Linked DNA regions of Mus musculus: region 1 is linked to region 2. The links are chromatin contacts, called in public Hi-C maps. All regions are on one chromosome and are shown on one strand. The core of a region is the stretch at or near the end of the contact, and the rest is flanking DNA. Distances in the headings are between cores, read along the strand shown.

What was found. A called contact is a pair of places that touch in the nucleus more often than the background predicts.
Region 1: a Hi-C map of CD8 T cells shows a contact between it and region 2, with 1.9 times the contacts expected there. The contact joins the enhancer-like site here to the promoter of Pik3ca in region 2. A contact is called at or near these places in 7 of 39 promoter capture datasets (the 3T3-L1 cell line, 3T3-L1-derived adipocytes, the HPC-7 cell line and 3 more), 2 of 15 datasets of contacts at CTCF or cohesin (CD8 T cells and the NIH/3T3 cell line), 49 of 484 Hi-C or Micro-C datasets (the BV-2 cell line, the Ba/F3 cell line, the C2C12 cell line and 33 more), 24 of 115 datasets of contacts at active chromatin or transcription factors (the 230-238 cell line, CD8 T cells, the HPC-7 cell line and 18 more) and 3 of 9 other capture datasets (adipose tissue, liver and pancreatic islet).

Annotation. Positions count from the first base shown.
Region 1 is chr3:32,434,220-32,440,073 of GRCm38.p6, reverse strand. It overlaps Pik3ca (phosphatidylinositol-4,5-bisphosphate 3-kinase catalytic subunit alpha), which reads right to left. Exons shown (of 21, transcript NM_008839.3): 2 at 3,517-3,944; 3 at 2,747-2,956; 4 at 2,007-2,257; 5 at 125-370. The coding sequence starts at 3,868. Among named protein-coding and RNA genes, the nearest start is that of Pik3ca, 40 kb to the right of the region's middle. Within about 2 kb of position 2,028, at least 20 of the 459 cell types and tissues checked have an H3K27ac peak or open chromatin away from gene starts, as enhancers often do. A contact at or near this core is called in CD8 T cells, Th1 cells, Th2 cells and 2 more, where this site is marked.
Region 2 is chr3:32,394,320-32,399,644 of GRCm38.p6, reverse strand. It overlaps Pik3ca (phosphatidylinositol-4,5-bisphosphate 3-kinase catalytic subunit alpha), which reads right to left and starts at 2,580. Exons shown (of 21, transcript NM_008839.3): 1 at 2,153-2,580.

The DNA of each region.
Region 1 (5,854 bases), core at 779-3,278, 41 kb before region 2:
ATTTTCTGAGATTTGTGTTTTTCTAGTCACTTGAAAAACTACAGAGGTCAACAGTTTGTACTGTGCTCCACAGAGGCTAATTACAAAAAGACTTCCACAGAGCAAACCTCAGCATTGGCCTTACCTTATCAATGTCTCGAATATTTACATTTACATAGGTTGCACAAAGAATTTTTATTCTGAGCGCACTATTTATGACCCAGAGGGATTTCGTAGATGTCTCTCCATTCATGTAGGGTGTGGCTGTGGAGATGCGCCTGGAGTATGACGGCATGGTGAAGCTATCAATCGGCAGCTGAGAGTATAGGCTTTCTTTGGCCATCAGCATCAAGTTGGGCATCCTCCCCAGCATTATACAGCTTCTTATGTACTGTAAGAGATCACAGAGGGAGGGACTTCACATAAGGCACTTCATTCCTATGACAGCATGTAGGAATATTATGAATATTTACACATTGATTTACAAAGGTGGTTTTAAAAATTAAACATAGACCACACTTGATAGTAGCTGTTTATAATGCAGTTAGAACCTCTGAATATATTTATATAAAATAAAAAAATTAGGGCCAACTTCTGATACTATTATTTTACTCTTAAACTGCAAAACACTACAACAGTATCAGAAGTGATCACTGTAATAGAAAAGCAGCTTCCTTTGGTAAGCCTGACAGTGCATGTCAACCCTGACAGCTAAGCCTTTCTCAGGGTCAAACCCCACCCTACTCCCTCCAAGTAGTTCCTGAGGAACATTTACTGAATTGAAACAATGAAGCCCCATAAACAAACTGGTATGGTTACCTACACTGGTAATTCTAGCACTTGGGAAGTGACTGGAAGAAGATGAAGGCTTAAGGTCATTTCTAGCTACTACATGACCAGTTTGAAGCCAGCCTGGGGTATATAAGACTCTGTCTTAGACAAACAAAATCCCAAACAATAAAAATAATAAGTAACAAGACTCAGAATAACAGAGTTATTTTTTAAAATGTTAAAACGGGTGGGTCTCCCTTTTGAAACAGCAGGCTGTACTTCTGCACAGAGTTCAAGGTCAGACATGTTCCTCAGTCACTGTCTGCTTCATGGAGAGAGGATCATTTCCTGAATAGGGAGCTCCCAAGGCCAGGCTGACCGGGCACAGAGCTTCAGAGATCCTCAGACACAGGCTGCCGGCCATGCCTGGCTTTCATGAGGTGCTGGGGTCCAAATACAGTTCCTCCTCACACTTATACACAAACACTTTACCAACTGCTCAATCTTCCCACGCCTAAGAGAGCCCTAGTACATATGTGTACATGTGTCCTTGTATGCATGTCACAGAGAGTGCATAGAGTTCACAAAGCTGGCTCTCACTTTCCACCATGAGTCCCAGGGATGTGACTCAGGTTATTAGGCTGGGTAGTAACAAGTGCCTTTATGCACTAAGCCATCTTGCTGGCCCCTACACATGGATTTTTAGCCTATGTTACTGTATATACATCATAACTCCCTATTTTCCCACTTATCACCAACTAAAGGCCACTGTCTCTCTTATTAAACAGTAACTGGTGTGTGTATGCTACCACTGCTTCTCAGCTGGATTTATTCAGTGACCAGAGAAAGAGAGGAAGAAGGTTAGTAGTAAATGTAATAAACCAAGATTCTATTTTAATGTTGTCCCCACATCCTTTGTAGGAGCAGGTAGGTCATGAAATGAGTATTTTGTGGTTAGTGTAACTGCTATGTCTTCCAACTCTAAAATAATTGCATTATTTAAACATAAACATAAATAGACAAGGGACTGGCTGAAATTCACTCATCCCAAAGGGGGTGAATATGAGCCAACACATAAAATACACATATGTCATAAATATAGCTCAGTGGTACAAGACTTGGCTGGCATTCACTATCAGTATTAAGCAAAATTCAAGTATACTAATAAAAATAAGCTTACAAGTGGTACTTCCTAAAATGAATATTCATCATCCGAACGCTGTGCCATGCAGCTCTGGTGTGGTGCCGTCACTCACCTTGTACTGACTCAGAGGGTACTTTTCCAGGAAGTATTCGTCACAGCCACACACTTTCAGAATATACTTGCCCTGATATTCTAAGACACAGAGTTTCAGCTGCTCAGAGGACAACAACATGCTCCGAGTCTTTTTCCTGATGGCTTCAGCAATGACTTGCTCTGGCACACAGTCATGATTGATCTTCAGAGTGTACTTCTGCTTGTCGTTGTTTGGAGAGACTATTACCCAAATCACCACTATGATTTGTCCTGTAACCAAAAAACACCGTTAGGTGCATCGCTGTGTCTATTTCATTTCTCTGAAGACAAGTTTCGAGAAGTGTTCACTGTTCCGCTAAGCACAACCAGAAACCATATCTAGTTAATCCAAATAGAGGTAAAGATCTGTCTAAAGACACAACATCCAAGGCTCCTTTTTGAGTGGATCACAAGGACCCATGGCTGAGCTTAACGCCACATTAAACTTTAAAAGGAGAATCAGCTCTAATTCTGTTAGTATTCTATGCAACAGTGAATTCTAAACTCAGTTCTTGAGTGTCAGTGAGATAAGCATTTACCAAGGGGTGAGTCAGTAAGAAGGAGTGACTGCTATCCAGAAGTCATTACTCCACACTCAGCTCTCAGGGTGCAGGAGCCCTTCCTTGTCTTAGGCGCATGATCCAGCTACCAAAAGGCAACCGTGCAGCAATCAGCACAGCTACAGCAACACAAGGTCCGCTGCGGGGACCGCCTCCTTACCTTTATCTAACTTGTTGTAGATGTGCTTTGGCAGTTCTGGGGAAGACTCGACATTTGGAGGGTAGACATACATTGCTCTGCTATGAGGCGAGTTGAGATCCCGCAGGTCCACAGCTTCTTTGCAAACATTCAGAATGTTCCTTCGAAAGTCTTGGACTTCTGGATCTTTAACCATATCAAATTCACACACTGGCATGCCAATAACAAAACCTAAAAAAATAGGATGTTTATAAACAATGTAGGGCAGAAGTGGTTTTTACAAACGGAGAACTACACACATTTAGAAAAGCACAAAAGAAAGTTTCTATGAATTAAAAAAATGTTTTGATAAATCCATTTTTAAGAGGACAGCCAAGGCTACACAGAGAAACCCTGTCTTGAAAAACCAAAAGAAAAAAAGAAAAGAAAAAAGGAGTTGGCCTCAAGCATTTTAATTATATGCATTGTCCATATATCCATTAATATTATGATAGGACCTTTATCAACTTTTTCTGAGTAATAAAACTTGGCTAATAAGAAATCTAAGTCCTCCTACTAATTGTTTCCCTTAAGTAAAACCCTACAGGATATCAAAGCGTTACGAAGTTCTATAGCTCAGTAGTAAAAAACCATAAAAACAAAAACCCTACTTTATATTTTTAAATAGAAATCTACTCAAAGATTACAAAGGTAATAATTCAAAGTATCTTAAGAATAAAATAAAGAGGAGGCATCATAGTTATTTGCAGTTTAGCAATGACAGTGTCAATTAGCTGAAAATTATATCATACCAATTTCTCGATTGAGGATCTTTTCTTCACGGTTGCCTACTGGTTCAATAACTTTTAAAAAGGGTTGAAAAAGCCGAAGGTCACAAAGTCGTCTTGTTTCATCAAAAAATTCTTCCCTTTCTGCTTCTTGGGTGACACTTACGAAAATGTAAGAAGTTTCGTCTTGCAGAAGCTGATGGAGAGGGTATTTCCTGGCCTCTCTGAACAGTTCATGTTTGATGGTGACGAGTGTGGCCTCACGGAGGCATTCTAAAGTCACTATCATTCCATTGGGGAGTAAACATTCCACTAGGATTCGTGGGGGCATCAAGTGGATGCCCCACAGTTCACCCGAAGATGGTCGTGGAGGCATTGCTCTGACCCTCTGCAAACTTTACATAGAAAACCGCCTTATGGAGTCAGAATCACGACTGTCTCCAAACAGTGCCCTGAACAAAAGAAGAAAACCACCTGTTAGAGAGAAGCAATTGCTGATCACACACTGACGACAGCACTGAGAAGTGCAAATGGTCACAACTTGTTGTCTGACTAATCAGAGCAGTAATAACTTATGTGTTTTAATCTAGATGGTTGCTCTAAACTAGGCTACACAGATTTTATTACAGAAGACAGTAGAAAAATAACCTGCATTTAATTAGATTTAATGAAAATTTAAAAATATTGAATAGGTTTTCTAAGCTGGGTCTCACAAAAACAAGCAATGGGAAGAATGAAAAAGCAAGCTGTAACTCAACCAGAAATGACCATCTCCCCAGGCTTGGTGGTGCAGGCCTGCAACCTCAGCTCCTTTGGCTGAGGCAGGGGGATTTATTTGCAGGTTCAAGGCTTGCCTGGAACACTTAGCAAGCATGTCTCAAGTAGCAGCAGCCAACAGGTTAGGGATGGGATGGAGTAGTGAGCACTTGCCTGGCACACACGAAGATGGCTTCTGCCACTGTTACTATCATTTGAGGATGCCACAGACATGGCAGATCTTTTAGGTAACGGGTCCTGACTTATTTAAGTGTAAATACAGCCCAGATACTCCTCCTTCTTTCTCTTCACCCAGCATATGCAGTCATGTGAAATTAAATGGCTTAGTCTTTCCATCTTAAATCTTTGTTTGTTTGTTTGTTTTTTTCGAGACAGGGTTTCTCTGTGTAGCCCTGGCTGTCCTGGAACTCACTTTGTAGACCAGGCCTGCCCTTAGACTCAGAAATCCGCCTGCCTCTGCCTCCCGAGTACTGGGATTAAAGGCGTGCGCCACCACGCCCGGCTCTATCTTAAATCTTAATGAATGTGTGCATGTGAGTGCAGGCGCCTGTAGAGGACAGAGGGAACAGATCTCCCTGGAGCTGGAGTTACAGGCAGCAGGGAGTGCCTGATGTGCGTGATAGAAATAAATTCTGTTCCTCCGAAAGAGCAGTATGCATTCTTAACTGAAAGCCATTTCTCTAGTCCCTGTCACTTCCTTTCTGTTGGTAGGGGGCTGGGTTGTTTGTCTAAGTGATACTTTTAGACCACTCTGGGGTTTTGTTTGAGAAAGGGTCTAAGACGGTCCAGCCTGGCCTCGAATTTTCGATATAACAAAGACTAGCCTTGCTTGATGTTCCGATGCTTCTAATTCCACCTGCTGACTGTTGGGGTTATAAGTGGCTTCCATTCTGTTTTTAAAGGTATTCTATTTTTGCATGTGTGCATATGTAACTGCAGAGGCCAAAGAGCATCAAATTCACACAGGTATAGCTGAAGTTACAGATGCCTGTGAACTGCCTGATGTGAATGCTAGGACGTGAACTCTGGGCCTCTTCAAGAGCACCAAGTGTTCTTAATTGCAAATCCACCTCTCTGCCTCATTTGTTTTGGTTTTTGCTTTTTCAGGACAGGGCTTCTTTCTGGGTAGCCTGGATGCCCTGGAACTTACTCTGTAGATCAGGCTAGCCTGTGCCTCCCAAGTGCTGGGACTAAAGGCTGGTGCCACTCTTAGCCCCCAATTTGGTTTTTAAAGTATATTGTTACATAACAAAATATCATCAATTATTTTCCTTGAAGCATGGTGATTAAGCTGTGCCAATTCTTAATATTCTTGAGATGGACTGTTTTAAATATTGAAGGACCTACGACTAACTCTCTGTGTCACCCCACTTCGGATTAAATACTTATAATATTTTAGATGACAGCAGTCTTGGGGACTCATTTGGAAGATGCCATTAAAACCTTTAAAATATGCACGCTTACAGTTGTTGAGATGGCTCATGGGTAAAAGTGCTTGCCATGGAAATCAGATGACCTGAGTTCAATCTCTGGTCTCACAGGGAACCAGTTCCCAGAGCTGTCCTCTGACCACATCTGGACAATG
Region 2 (5,325 bases), core at 1,331-3,830:
TACACGTGTACTACTGCAAATCTAAAAAATAAAAGGTGATCTGATTAAACCTCTCTGGGCCCGTTTCCCAGCTCTATTAACTGAGCAATGACCCCGGACAAGATTAAAGGCAGAGGTGAAAGGAGTCAGAAAATGCTGTTTTGTCAATGAGTCTCTCTTCCTACCTGCCTGGCCTCACATTAGAATACCACTTCCCAGGGAAACTGATGTTGTTCTGTCTACATAGGACATGTTTTTAAAAAAAAAAATACTTAAAAGAAACCAGACTTTCTTAAAGCCCTACTTGACTATACCTTACACAGCAAACTATGATATTCTAAGATTTTTGAGGTTGGATAATTTTAAAGATCCTAAGTATTTTTGTGGAGGGGAAATCTTTCATGATGCTTCATAAACACTTCCTTTAAAGATTCCCCCACTCTGGAATTCGAGATATAGAACAGTAAAATAGAAAGGACTGATCCTTTTAATGCCACTCGAGCTACTAAAGAGATCAAATAGGATTAAGTTCGCTCTCTTCAAATAAACAGACCAGCAGAGCAAAGGCTCTGCACATGACTGCAACTGTTTAAACTCTGTTCAGTAGAGAAGACTAAGACAGTGAGCTGGCTTTAAAAAGTTATCACCGCCTACTTTATATGAGTATTCTCTTTCTAAATTTAGACGGTTTTTGAAGGGAGTAGTGATTGGGGATAGAGGACCTATGGCTGGAGGGAAGCAAGGCGTCTAGGACCCGCAGGTGCTGTTACCAGTCTGCAACACACATCCAGCTCTCAAGGGAATCCTCTCTCACAAACTCACTGCTCTACTTAGCTCCCTGTACTCAATGACCTGTCTTTATCTACAGGCATCTTACTTGAAAGTTTAAAAACCTTAGATAAGCTCAATGTTTTTGTATCTGTGTATTCATCTTTCAACTCCTTCCACTTGAGCAGGCTTGCTTTCAAGCATTATACTCTGTCACCAATAAAATAGCAACATTTGTTCCTTATTTCCCTTCTGATGATTTTACTATTCTGATGTGGTAACATTTGCTTCAATCACTCGTTCTGCAATTTTTTTTAAATGTGTACTTGCCTATTTTGCTTATTTTGAAAAATGAACGATTTAAAAAAAAATATGGATGACTACATATTTCCTATTGTCTCCCTTTAAAAAGTCCCACAACACGAGGTGGAAAAAAACAAAAAAACAAAAAAAAAACCCAAAACCCTAAGTCAACAAAACCCAAACCCAAAAAACAAAACCAAACACCAAACCAACAGTACCCTTTCAGATAATTTTGACAGATACTGCAGAACAGTTAATCTGGTAATTAAAAATTTCCAGAACACGTGATGTTTATTTATACCGTGATCTACGCTGTCAACCAGAACCCGACGCTTTAGTTTGAAACAAAAATACCTTACAACTTGAATTCACAGACACGGTGGTAGATTCTTGGATTGCAGTTGCAGTGGGAGCCCACTAATCAAAACACCGTGTTTTGATTTGTCCAAATTAATTTAGCAACACAGTATCTTTTATTTTTATTTTTCTTGGCCCAGGACTTTTCTTACAACGCATCATTAAACACAAGAGATTCGACATCACACGATGTCAACAAATACCAAGAGAGGCTAGCTTCCAATATGGTCTAAAGTGATTCAAAAGTTGCAGTGGCAACGGCCAGACCGGAGCTACCTGGGCTCTATCTACCCAAGCCGGTTTCCCCAGGGTCCCGCGAGCCCACGCCCCGCGTGTGCACAAAGGCGCAGTGGAGGCACGAGCTTTGGGCTGCAGTCTACTCTGTCCCCCACAGACGCAGGCTGCACAAGCCCTCCGCTGGTCTTCCATCTACCCACGTAGAGCGGAGGCTGACACCGTCCGCGAGCGGCAGAAGAGGCCGCACGGTCCCTGGATCGCAGGGGAGGCACGGAGAAGACGAGCGCCCGCGAGCCGACACCCGGCTCCGGAAAGGAAGGCCCGGCGAGAGTGAGGGCGGCGGGGCTCGCCAACACCCGACCCCGGGGCGTGCGGCCCTGCGTGCCCTTCCCGGCCTCGCTGCGATCGCGCGATGGAGGAGGACCGGGCGGAGGCCGGGTACGAGGAGAGGGGCCGGGAGCCCGCCCGCCCGCCCGCCCGGAGCCCGCCCTCCCTGCCATCTACTCACGCTCCGGCTTCTCTAGGCTGCGCGGCTCCCGCCGCATCGGGTCCCGGCCCCGCGGGCGGCGGCGGCGGCGGCGCCGAGGGAGAGGACAGCGGGCGGCGCGGCGCCCGCCTCCCGGGCCCTCTCCCCCGCCGCTGCGGAGCGGCCCGGCCGGGCCCGAGCGCTGCCTCGCCGGCCGCCCCAGCCCCAGCCTCGGCCGCCGCGGCACCGGAACTGCCGCTCGCTCGAACGCTCTCTCCGCTCGGCGCCGGCCCCGCCGCACGCCCCCACCCCCGGCTCCGCTCGCCGGCGCCCGGGCTCTTTTTCCTTTTGTTTCCAGAATAAACTTTATTGGTCTCTCTTTCCGCTCACATCGTGTAAACAAACAACGAACTCTTCCCCACCCCCTCGGCTCCCCCCTCCTGGGGCAGAGGAGGGTGAGAGCTGAGGAGGGGCCGAACTTGCAACGCCCCGGAAACAGGGCTGCAAAGACCGGAAGTGAGGCGGAGAAGAGGCCGGGCAATGGGCAAGTTCGGGAACAGTGACTCACTGCGCCTGCGTCCTGCTCTTCCGCCCCGAGTGGCAGTGCGAGTCAGCGCTGCAGTCGTAGCTCAGGCGGTGGTGTCATCCTGGGACGGCGGACGTGTCAAACCTATTAGCTTCTTCCAGCGGCAGTCTGTCTTGGGAGAAGCAGACAGGAAAGTCGGGAGCGAGGGATGCCCAAAGAGGAAACGAAAGGAGGGCAAGATGAAGGGTGGCTCTCCCAAATTGGATGCGGATTTCAGGAAGAAGTCTTTTGCAAACACTGGTTTAAATTGTAACCCACTCCGATAGCCCTCTGCAGTCTTTAGAGGTCTTTGGCTATGTCCAGTCTGTTTTCCTTGTATCCCAGCTATAGAAGCTGTGTTACTTTTTCATTTTTGAGGCTTCAAAATAGTTATGCTGGCTTTAAGTACGATTCAACGTGGTGAGGTACTGCCTAAGGTTTTGGTTGCAAGGAATGAGATATGTTGACTTTTAAACGATGCAACCCCAGTAATCCCACCACTCAGGAGGCTGCCGGATCTCTGAATTCCTGAGTTCGAGGCCAGCCTGGTCGAGAGGCGGGGGCGGCAACAGACGGACAGACAGACAGTCGGTATCCTGCGTTTCTCTCCTTACGGGTCTTTTATCATATTGAAAAAGCCTAAGGTCCAGAATCGAAGTCAGAGCCAAGTCCGGCAGCCTAGTGCCCCCTGGAATTTTTAAAGTGTAGAGGACAGGAAATACACTCAAAACTGCCACGCGTCCTCAACCTCGTCTTAAGGATTCATTCCTCTGTGTTTTACTGGACTGTCTGTATTTCCTGTTTTCTTTCTTTTCCACCCTAAGGCCTCGTTTTAATCTCACATTCCAGGGAATCTGAGTTTTAAAATATTTAACTAGTCGTGTCCGGCAGTTTCAGAACACCCTTATCCCCGGTCGAGGAGTTAAATAACCTTGAATTTCATAGTTAATCTTAGGTCCTAAAAGCATCATTACTTAAATTGTGCTTCCTGTGTGATATTAATAGATAATACTTGGTCAGGGAATTTTATGCTGGGAATAGTTTGCTTTCTAATTTTTTTTTTTTTTTTTTTTTTTTTTTTTTGGTTTTTCGAGACAGGGTTTCTCTGTGTAGCCCTGGCTGTCCTGGAACTCACTTTGTAGACCAGGCTGGCCTCGAACTCAGAAATCCGTCTGCCTCTGCCTCCCGAGTGCTGGGGTTAAAACCACGCCCAGCTGGGTTTTTTGGGTTTGTTTGTTTGTTTGTTTGTTTTTTAAGCTAGGGGCCAAACTGGGGACTTTGTGTATGCTAGCAAGTCCCCTACTACAGAATTACAGCCTTGAATTCTTTCTGCAGTATTGCTAAATGTTTAAAGTATGTTACACATCTGTGGGATAGAATCATTAAAATACTGAAAGAAAAATGCTTTAGAGGAAAAGAAAAGTTACTTATTATTATATTATTAGACTGTGAAGCAAGCAAACCAAAATGCATCAGAATTAAATAATTTCACCATAATTCTTCCTTTATTAGAATTAACTTATTTACTTATGTATTGAGACAGGATCTAGACATGAGCCCATGGGTTGGCCTCTGTCTCAGCACAGTCTTCCTGCTTCATCAGACCAAGTACTGAGATTACAGGTGTGAAACATCACAACTGGTTAATACCATCCTAAGCATTTTGAGGCCGAGATGTCCACAATAAAGCTATTGTTTCATGCCAAATCACTAAAATTATGACCATAGTTATTTGTTTCTAGGTTGGGTTTTTTTTTGTTGTTGTTGTTTTTTGTTTGTTTTTTTTTTTTTTTTTTGACGCAATGTCTTAGTAGCTCCTGCTGGCCTTGAACATTCTGTACTTCTGTGGATGAATTTGAAATGGTGGTCCTTTGGCTTCTGCCTTCCAAGTATGGGGTTAGAGGCATGTACAATTATTCTCCTGCCTTCGGATTTACTACCATTGCTGGGGTGATGATTCACAATGATTATGAATTTCACTGGATCAAGAAACACCTATGGAAACTGCTGAGACTCACCTCTGGGTGTGTCTGGTGGCATTTCCCAAGACAGGTAGATCAGGAAGGCTCTGAAAAAAAAATCAATGGATTAATCCTTTGATGGATTCATAGTATAATGGCAGTGTTGGGAGGTGGTGGTAGGGAAGTGGTGGGATTCAGGGCCCAGGGGGAGGAAGTAGATCAGGGAGGTTAGGGGAAGGCTCTATCTTGCCCTGGTCTCTTCCTATATTTTCCTCTCTCTGCTTTGAGCTCCAAGAAGTGAGAAACAGTCTACTACACTCCAACTTCCATGATGTTCTGCCCAGGCTTGGGGAAAGCTACAATAAGCTGATTCCTTTGAAACTATAAGTTAAAATTTGGTGTTATGGGGAGGTACTGGACCTGCTAGGAGGTGAAGCCTAGAAAAAGGAAATTAAGTCACTGAGGGAATGTTCTTGAAGATGATATTGTGCCATGCCTCCTGAAGCTGGATCCTGGAAACCTGACTGGGAGCAACAGGAGATTAAGAAAGACAGATAGGTGTAACATAAAGCTGGAATGACTGCATGAGTGCTTGGATAGAGACACACCAGCAACCCATATGGTCAGCGAGGTTGTTATGTACAGCATAAATGAGGAGACAGATCTTTGTAGAGGAGCAATCTCCAGGT